Linked DNA regions of Mus musculus: region 2 is linked to region 1. Evidence: chromatin contacts called from public HiChIP or PLAC-seq data. All regions are on one chromosome and are shown on one strand. The core of a region is the stretch at or near the end of the contact, and the rest is flanking DNA. Distances in the headings are between cores, read along the strand shown.

Evidence for each region. HiChIP or PLAC-seq counts read pairs in DNA pulled down with a chosen protein or histone mark.
Region 2: an H3K27ac HiChIP or PLAC-seq map of stem cell-derived neural progenitor cells shows a contact between it and region 1, with 2.0 times the contacts expected there. The contact joins the enhancer-like site here to the promoter of Rnf32 in region 1. A contact is called at or near these places in 2 of 39 promoter capture datasets (both in liver), 3 of 484 Hi-C or Micro-C datasets (Sertoli cells, liver and peritoneal macrophages), 2 of 115 datasets of contacts at active chromatin or transcription factors (embryonic stem cells and stem cell-derived neural progenitor cells) and 3 of 9 other capture datasets (adipose tissue, liver and pancreatic islet).

Annotation. Positions count from the first base shown.
Region 1 is chr5:29,194,205-29,198,391 of GRCm38.p6, forward strand. It overlaps Rnf32 (ring finger protein 32), which reads left to right and starts at 1,789. Exons shown (of 10, transcript NM_001289757.1): 1 at 1,789-1,908; 2 at 2,376-2,441; 3 at 3,722-3,816. The coding sequence starts at 3,802.
Region 2 is chr5:29,277,126-29,281,312 of GRCm38.p6, forward strand. All of the region lies in intron 9 of Lmbr1 (limb region 1), which reads right to left. Among named protein-coding and RNA genes, the nearest start is that of Gm42244, 5.1 kb to the left of the region's middle. Within about 2 kb of position 1,791, at least 8 of the 459 cell types and tissues checked have an H3K27ac peak or open chromatin away from gene starts, as enhancers often do. A contact at or near this core is called in stem cell-derived neural progenitor cells, where this site is marked.

The DNA.
Region 1 (4,187 bases), core at 539-3,038:
AAAGTAACAGAAAACTAGACCCACAATAGATGAAAAGACCAAGAGCTGGGCTAGCTCCAGGGCTCAAACTACATCACCCATCTTGGACTGTGTCCAAATCCCAGTTCTGCCATTTCCTGTATAATCTTCTAAGGTTCACCTGGTAGCTCCACACCTTCAGGCTCTTACCCTATGATGCTAATGGAGCAGATGCAGCTGCAGTTTCGTGTCTTTTCTTGTTCCCACATTCAGTAGGAAGAATTAAAGGAATTTTCCAGTGCTCCCCCCAATAAAAACTCACTTGAGTTCCTGTGACTAGCCCAGCTAGGCCAGCCCCCCAGCCCCCATCGTATAATATCATGATGGTTCATCATAGTATCAGAGTTTCCAACTAGTTTAGATTGGCCACATATTCAGTCACAGAATAATGACCAGGACTACTGTTGGGGTAATTAATAGATGTCCAATGACAGGATGCAACAAGGCCCCTTTGAAAATAAGAAGCCCATAACTCAGGACAATAAAGCAACTTGTTAAAATTCAGACATCCAAAGAGTTAAATGTAGGTTTAAACTCAGGTCTAGCTAATGGCATCCAAAAGCTTTACCCTCTTAGGCTTCAATAAAAACCAGTCTTAGGAGAGCACAAAGGTGGGCCTACTGCTCTCCTAAAAGCATCACTCACTGAAACAAAAGCTAAGATTATACTACTTCTTGAAAGCACCTGAACTAGCATGTGAAAATTCATAACTAACTCATTGTGAATTTGACTTTTAAAACAGTTGGCCTGCTATTAATCTGCTTCTACAAGCTTCAAGTAGTAAGAGCCAATCCAGAAAGTTCATTGCCAAGAAAAAAATCTGTAACTTTTAAGTGGAGTTTAAAATTATATTGTTCCAGAGACTTATCATGTGTACCAGATTTATAATGACTTTTGGGACTTCTTAGTGACAGAATACCAATCTTCCAGCTCGGTAACTTCTGTAGACTTTACTTTATGGAGGATCTCGCCTTCTTGTGTTTTCTTTGCACTTCCAGGTGAATTATGTACAATTAAAGTACAAAAAGGCATTCCAGGCAGGAGAAAAATCAATACAATATTTCTGCTTGGCACCAAGAAGTGAAAGACTTTTAAAGGACCCCAGGGAATCAAGCCTGGTTCAAAGGACAGCGCGGGGATGCAGACTTAAGAGGGGTAGGAGGCAATGTCTCAGAGTGCAGAAGGCCAGGAGCCGCAAGGACACCTCTCTCCACCCTCACCTTCAGAGAAGCCTTGAGACCCTAGATCTTGGAAGGAGCCACTAGAAGGGGCGAACGTGAAAAGGCCTGCATCCCGCAACACACAACAGGCCACACGATACCGGGAGCCAAGACACAATCGTGACAACAGTAGGAGGGCGGATGGCGACGCCACACAGCTCGCAAAACAGTCGAGGGGCCGTTATCAAGTCTTTCGACTGAGGGGACAGCAGAAAGCGCACTCCAAAGAGCCGCACGGGTCAGCGCATCCTCGGGACGCATCACGCAGCCTGGCTGGAGGGCAGCGGAAAGGACGCCATTCAAAAACCACACGTCCGAGGAAGAGACGGGAGAGCCCGTGCACGCCACTCCACGCGCCTAGGACGCGCGCCTCACGACGACGTAACCGCACCAGCGCCGGACGCTGACGATACGCGAGGGGCGGAGCCATGATGTAAGCGCGGGCGGAGCCAGCCGCTCGCAGCAGGTGAGATGAAGGGGGTTGGGGGATGTCTGGCCAGACTGCGGGGGGGGGGGGGGGGGGAGGAGGGGGGACCTGCGAGCATGCGCACTGAGAGCCAGGCGGAGCCGGCCGGCGGGCGTGCGCACCTAGAAGCGCAGAGGCCGCTGGTTGCCGTGGCAACGAGGAGCCGTTCAGAAAAGGTGCAGCTGAGGGACAGGAAAGGCCGTTGTGAGTTTGTCCCGCAGCGCTGTCTGAAGTATAAAGCTCTGGTGCAGAGAAGGGAGCGAGAGCCGAACGCGGGGTAGTGTTGGGGCGGGAGGTCCGGGTCGCTGTGGTCGGTCCGCGGATCCTGCCTGCGCTGCACAAGGCTGTGATATAACGAGGGACCTCACGGACCAGATTTCCAACGACTTCTCTTGTCTCTGGGGGCGTATTTTAAATTTATATGCCATCTCTCCAGTGCATTTCTATTGACGCGTTTATTAATTGCCTTCTGATCACTGAAAACAATTGGTGATTAAATGTCTTGTCGCCTAGTCCTGTGTTTTCCTACCTAGCACAGCCTCCTAACCGTGCGCAAGCTAATTACAAACAGGCAGTTTGCTGTTGTGGCTGTCAGTGCCAGGCAGAGGTTGTGTATTTCTCACCTGTTGCTAAACTAACGGGTCACCTCTTCTCTATGTTTTCTCATACAGTTGGACTACATCTGACACGTTTCGTTATCCTTTCAATTGTCAGTTTGCTAATACTATGGGACTATGGTAAGGCAATTTTTAACGCTCTTACCTTGATGTTAGTTACAACGGTACAATAAAAACCTGGTGAAATTGTAGACTAAGTAGCTACCTATGGTTACTGATGGTATGAATCTTGTTGAAAAAGTGAACTTTTTTATGATGCATATTTGGCGTTGCCAAATTACAGGCATTTTGAATTTGGAAAATAATAACAGTGACCCTTTAGTATTTTACATGCCTTCCTCCAGCCAAGGCCACGGTAAGGAATACTGCATACAAACTTCTCTCATAGATCTCCATGCCAGCACTGAGAAGTAAGGGGAACGTGAGCACATTGAAAACTGCCCTAGGCTTCTGAAGGGTCTGAACAGCTGCTGGTTCTTTGTCTTAAATCAGGTGTCTCACACATTAGTTCCTATGGGACTTACTTTCCTGTAATCTTTTCAAGTGTGTGTTGCAGTGCTGGGGTTAGAACCCAGGGCCCCATGTATGCATGAATGCCTAAGCTGCTCTGTGAGCACCTTTCTGAAAGTTAGCTCCTTGATACTATTCCCTTAGGTTGCTTTTTAAAAGGTGCTTTTTCTCTCCACTGTAGAATATTATGGACAGCCTGGTCCCAAAACTAGAAGGGTTAATACCCAGTCTGTCCCCTCATTTTTAAGGGAATTGGAGCAACAGTCACCATTTATGAGTATCTTATGCAGAACAGTCCCTTGGAAGCCCTTAAGGAGGTTTTCTCTTAATATAATAATCCTGCAATGTCAGCATTTTTGTGGTTTTTTTTTTTTTATAAATGCAAAACTAAGCCAGAGATGCTTAAGTCGCTTGCCCAAAAAAAGTAGAAAGCAGATTGGGACTCGGTATCTGTCCCCCATATTCTGTCCGCCTGTGTGTTGGCCAGGTTGAAGGCAGTCGGCATGTGCCATACACCCATCTTCTTCATTGTTTCCCTTCTTGCCAAAACACAAACAGCATGCTGCTTTCCTGGGCATCTCTGCTCTTGCTCCTGCCATCTAGCACACACATTTCTCTCTTTAAGACTTGGGCTAAATGTTGTCTTCAAGGGTTGTTTATTTACTTAGTGTCTCACTTTGGTCTAAGACTTTGCTCTAAGACTCTGGTTTTGCTTCTAGATTGTTCTTTCTAGTACCATGGTAAGCTCTTTGAGGACAGGGCTGGATTGGGTTAGGACTATGTAAATTAGACAGGGCAGCTCACGCTGCTCTGTGGCTGGCATTCCTTTTACCATCCCCAGAGCCCTCGTAGACTTGGATGTTTACATGCACTCTTACTTTCTGTTACAGCAGAAGAATGGAAGTTATCGTAACGTGATGTTAGAGATCGTTAAAGCCACACCACAGTGTTTCCTGATTCCTGATACAGCATGCTAAGAAATAAGGTACTCCATCCTCCTGAGAACAGACCCATGCTTTTATTTACAGGGGGTAGCCTAGCTGGACTTTCTGCAGGTATAAAAATAGTTTACAAACCTTGTGATCTTGGGGAAACTGTGAGCAGAAGTGGGAGGTGCATGTGATATGGGTAACAGACAGTCTCAGGGTGCTGCTTGCACACATCTCCTGGCTCAGGGACCTGGTCCTGCAAGAAATGTTTAAGTTTTCACCAGAGAGCTTATACTTAAGAGCAAGATTCCTTTTAAGGTTTGCCTGGAGTCTAATTTAGTTACAGCAAAACAGCAGGGTCTTAGTTAAGCACCCACAGGTTTGAACTTATTGGTTTATAATTAAGGCTCCAGTAACTAATTGGAAA
Region 2 (4,187 bases), core at 541-3,040, 83 kb after region 1:
TAACATTATTGTATCTTTTGGCTTCTGATGTCACATGACTATGATCCCGGTATTATAGGACTTCAAATGTTCAAAAACGGTGGCTATGCAAACCTACTTTCACTACTAATAACTGCAAGCAAGGGCAAAAATATTAAGACAACCAGCTTTAAAAATATTATGTAATGTTAGATACAATGAAAAAATGCTTTGGTCTTTTTTCTATTTCAGACACAAGCACTATAGATCTTGAAGTAGACAAGATGTTAAGACCACCCTTTATCCTTCATATTTTATTCTGCCATCAAATATGGTAACACCAGCATTCACACAGATGTGGTTGAAAGAAAGCTGAAATATATGGAATCACATTCCGATTTTTTGAGTGTGAGTTTTATAATACAACTTCTCTTCCTAATTCCAAGGACTATGTATGACACATGATCCACAGTCTTCGGCTTTGTTTCCCAAAATGGCCCTTTTAGTTTATGCTTCCCTCAGTCACTCTTGCAGCAAATAATTTGTTTGAACTACATTTTATTATATGAAAGTGACTCAAAGGGACCAAGAAGCCAAATAAATTTTGACTTCTGTCACTGTTTCATCCCTATTTATACAAATGCCTTCTGAAGATACACTATCAAGTCTAGGCTGTCTGACTATGCCCAAACACTTTGCATAGAATCCCAGAGTTGAAGTCCAAAATATTTCCCTAGAGGTGTGTGTGTGTGTGTGTGTGTGTGTGTGTGTGATGTGTAGGCAAACAAATACAGTAATTTATACATATAGCCTACTATAGTACTTGACATATGGTGCTTATATCCCTATTCAAAGAGGTATTCTTTACTCATTGATTAAGAAAGCTATTGTGTTCGCCATCTATAAATGACATTAGATAAGCAATATCCTAACTGCCTGCAGTACAGCGGTAACACAAGTGCCTGACAGAAAGCACTATGACAAAGCAGCCACAGATAAATCCTGAGTTTCAGTATCTTCACAAAACCCTGAAACTCAACTTCTAAGTAGCAAGAATCAAATACTGACAATGACACAGAAGCTGGCCGAGGTCCCCGAGGTCCGGGAAGAGAGGCTGCACAGGCACAGCTTGTTCTCCTCAGCCCCTTTGTTTTTCAGAACCCAACGGTATTAAAACCTAGAAAAAACTGCTACTGCTTCTGTGCTCTGAATAAAGAGTTAATGTAAATTTTAATGTGAACAGCCTTAAAAAAAAGAAAGAAAAAAAAAAAGATTAGGATCAAGAGGCTGGCGAGAGCTCAGTGGTAGAGGGCCTGGCTAGCATGTACAAAGAAGGCCCAGTGTTCAATCTCCAGTACTGGAAAAAAAAAAAAACTTACTTAGAATAAAACAAGCAAGAAACTGCCACTCCTCCAAAAGTGATATACAAATTTTTATCACAAAGATGAAAATAGTGCCTAACAGAATTGAATTATAGTTCAAAGACTTTAATAGTTTAAAAATAAATTACCTTAAAAGAGCTGTAAATGTTTTGAACTCAAACAAAAAAAAATAATTTCTATTCATTATAGAACTTCTAAAGTTATCCAGTACACCCATGGGCTATACACGCACAAAATCTAATTATTTCAATTAATGCTGCTGCATTACTTAAACAGTTAAGCATGTTATGGTATATGCAGCCTCTTAACACTGGGAAGAGCTATAAATGATTTTCTCCTGATTACTGTAATGGGTCCTCACTGCCGAGCCCTGGAAGTAAACAGTTCTGCTTGCACAGACTGTGTGGGTACAACAGTGGGAAATCCCTGATCTCCACCTGCCCAACCTCGGCTGTTTACTGTGCCTGTGTCACCCTTCCTAAACATGTCACCAGGATTCTGTTTTCTGTCCTCCCATTGAGTTTCACTTTCCCTGCCTGCCTTCTTAATGCTCTACCTTGGGTTTGTTTGGTGTTTTTATTTGATTTTTATCTACCCACCAATGGAACGAACAACCATGGGATACATATAGTCTTTATACCCAGCCTGTACCTTGCACAGCAGGGCACACTTACGAGGCTCCCTGCCCTGAGAAGCTCTGTCCACTGTGGAGAGACAGGCGTGTCACAGAGTGGAAAGACTGTAGAGAAATAAAGCAGGTGAGGAGGGGCAGTGTGCAGTGGAGGTGGACTTGAGGATGTAGGACTAATACTTGCGGCACTCACAAGAATGGCAAGTCCTGCATGAGGAGCTTTGAGGTCAAGACCTAGAACAAAGAAGCAAATCTACTTTCCTATCATAATTATGTTCTGTCAGGCCACTTGCTACTGTAGCTCCCAGTGTTCACAACTGGGTAATACCTGATTCCTTTTCTTCCCCAGTAGCTTGTACACCGCCTTCCTGCACTATGAAAGCTAGCCAGTAGAAATGAAGCTTCCTGATTTGAACTGTTTGATTTCTGCATGCATGTCCAATCTTCAGCAATTGGGCCTTACTGTCAAGTTTGGAAGGGTAACCAAAAGCATTGGCAATAGTCTGTAATGTTTAGGGATCTATGGGACTTCACCAGCCAACAACTCACAAAGAGATAATCCAACCTGCACTGTGTTTTTGTTAGCCCATGGTATTTAGTAGATTGTTGCCCTATTACAGGATAGCTCCATTAAAACTTTTTTTTATTAGATATTTTCTTTATTTACATTTCAAATGTTATCCCCTTTCCTAATTTCCCCTCCGAAAATCCCCTATCTCCTTCCCCCTCCCCCTACTCCCCAACCCACCCACTCCCATTCCTGGTCCTAGCATTCCCCTATACTGGGGCATAGAACCTTCACAGGACCAAGAGCCTCTCCTCTCATTGAATACTGACTAGGCCATCCTCTGCTACATATGCAGCTAGAGCCCCAAGTTCCATCCGCCGAGTTTGTGCCCAAGGTGACCCAGAGCTGGCGCCGACCAGAAGGGACTTGAGCCCCCTGATCAGGCTGGTTTCCTGCATCCCTGCTGCTGGCACTGGCCTGTCACAATTGGTTTGGAACAGATGTTGTGTTCCACTCACCAGTGATGCTAAGATCGGTGGAGAGTCCTCTAGGATCCATGGGACCGTCCACCGAGTTTGTGCCCAAGGTGACCCGGAGCTGGCGCCGACCAAAAGCCCATTAAAACTTTTTATGTATGGGTATGTATGTATCACATATTTTCTCTCATTTATACTTTGAATCTTTAACATCCATAAATAAGAGAAAATGTGATGCTCATCTTTCTGAATCTGGGTTAATGACTGATGAACCAGATCTATTTATTATCTGTAAATGTCGTAATTCCACTTAACTAAACAAATTTCCATTGTGTAAATGTATCATGTTTTCTTTAGCCATTCAGCAGTTGATGGGCATCTAGGAAGTTTCTACCTCCTGGTTATTGTGATAGAATAGCAGTGAGCACTGGTCAGCAGGTATCTTTATAGGGGGATAGAGAGTCCTTTGCTTATCTGTCATGGAGTGGTAGAGCTGGATCATGTGGCAGATCTACTTCCATCTTTGTGAACAGTGTCCATACTGATTTACACAGTGGCTGCACCAGCTTGTGTTTCCCCAAAAGTGAACAAGTGTCCCTGTATCCCAACATCCTTGCCAGCCCTGTCCTCATTATTAACCTGTGCCCTCCGTGCAGTGCACTAGCTCACAGCACTGCTCCTCCGAGACCTCGTACCTCTGAGCATCATCTCTTTTTTTTTCCCAGTAGTCCTTTCTCAGTCTCTAGTACCCCACCGAAGTATTAGCATCAGCCTTCAAGTTGGGTCTCATACTATGTCAAAGTCATGACAGAGGACTATAGTTTCTACAAGTACCACAGGCCTGACAGAGGCCAGACAGAGGTACAATTCATAGGGATGTGGCCAGTGCCCCAGACCAGGGCCTTCACTATGCACAGTGTTCCCTCAGGAAGCCAGATGCAGGACTGGGGAAGGGCTGGCATGTAGCGCCTGATACACATGACCTCTGTCCTCCTGTCCTCGTATAGAAGTGAGCATTTTTGTATGGATAATAAAAAACAATTTTTTAAAAAAATGTATAGTTGTCTTCATGCAGGTGGAAATGTCTTCATGCAGCCCTTGGAGAGGAGGCAGAATGGCAGCAGCTAAGTCCCTGGGTCGGTGGACAGAGACGAGGGCTGGCATCTGAGCAAGGTGGACTTGCCCCAGAGCAAAGTCAAGCCAGGCATGGGGCCAAGAGATGAGGCTGCACA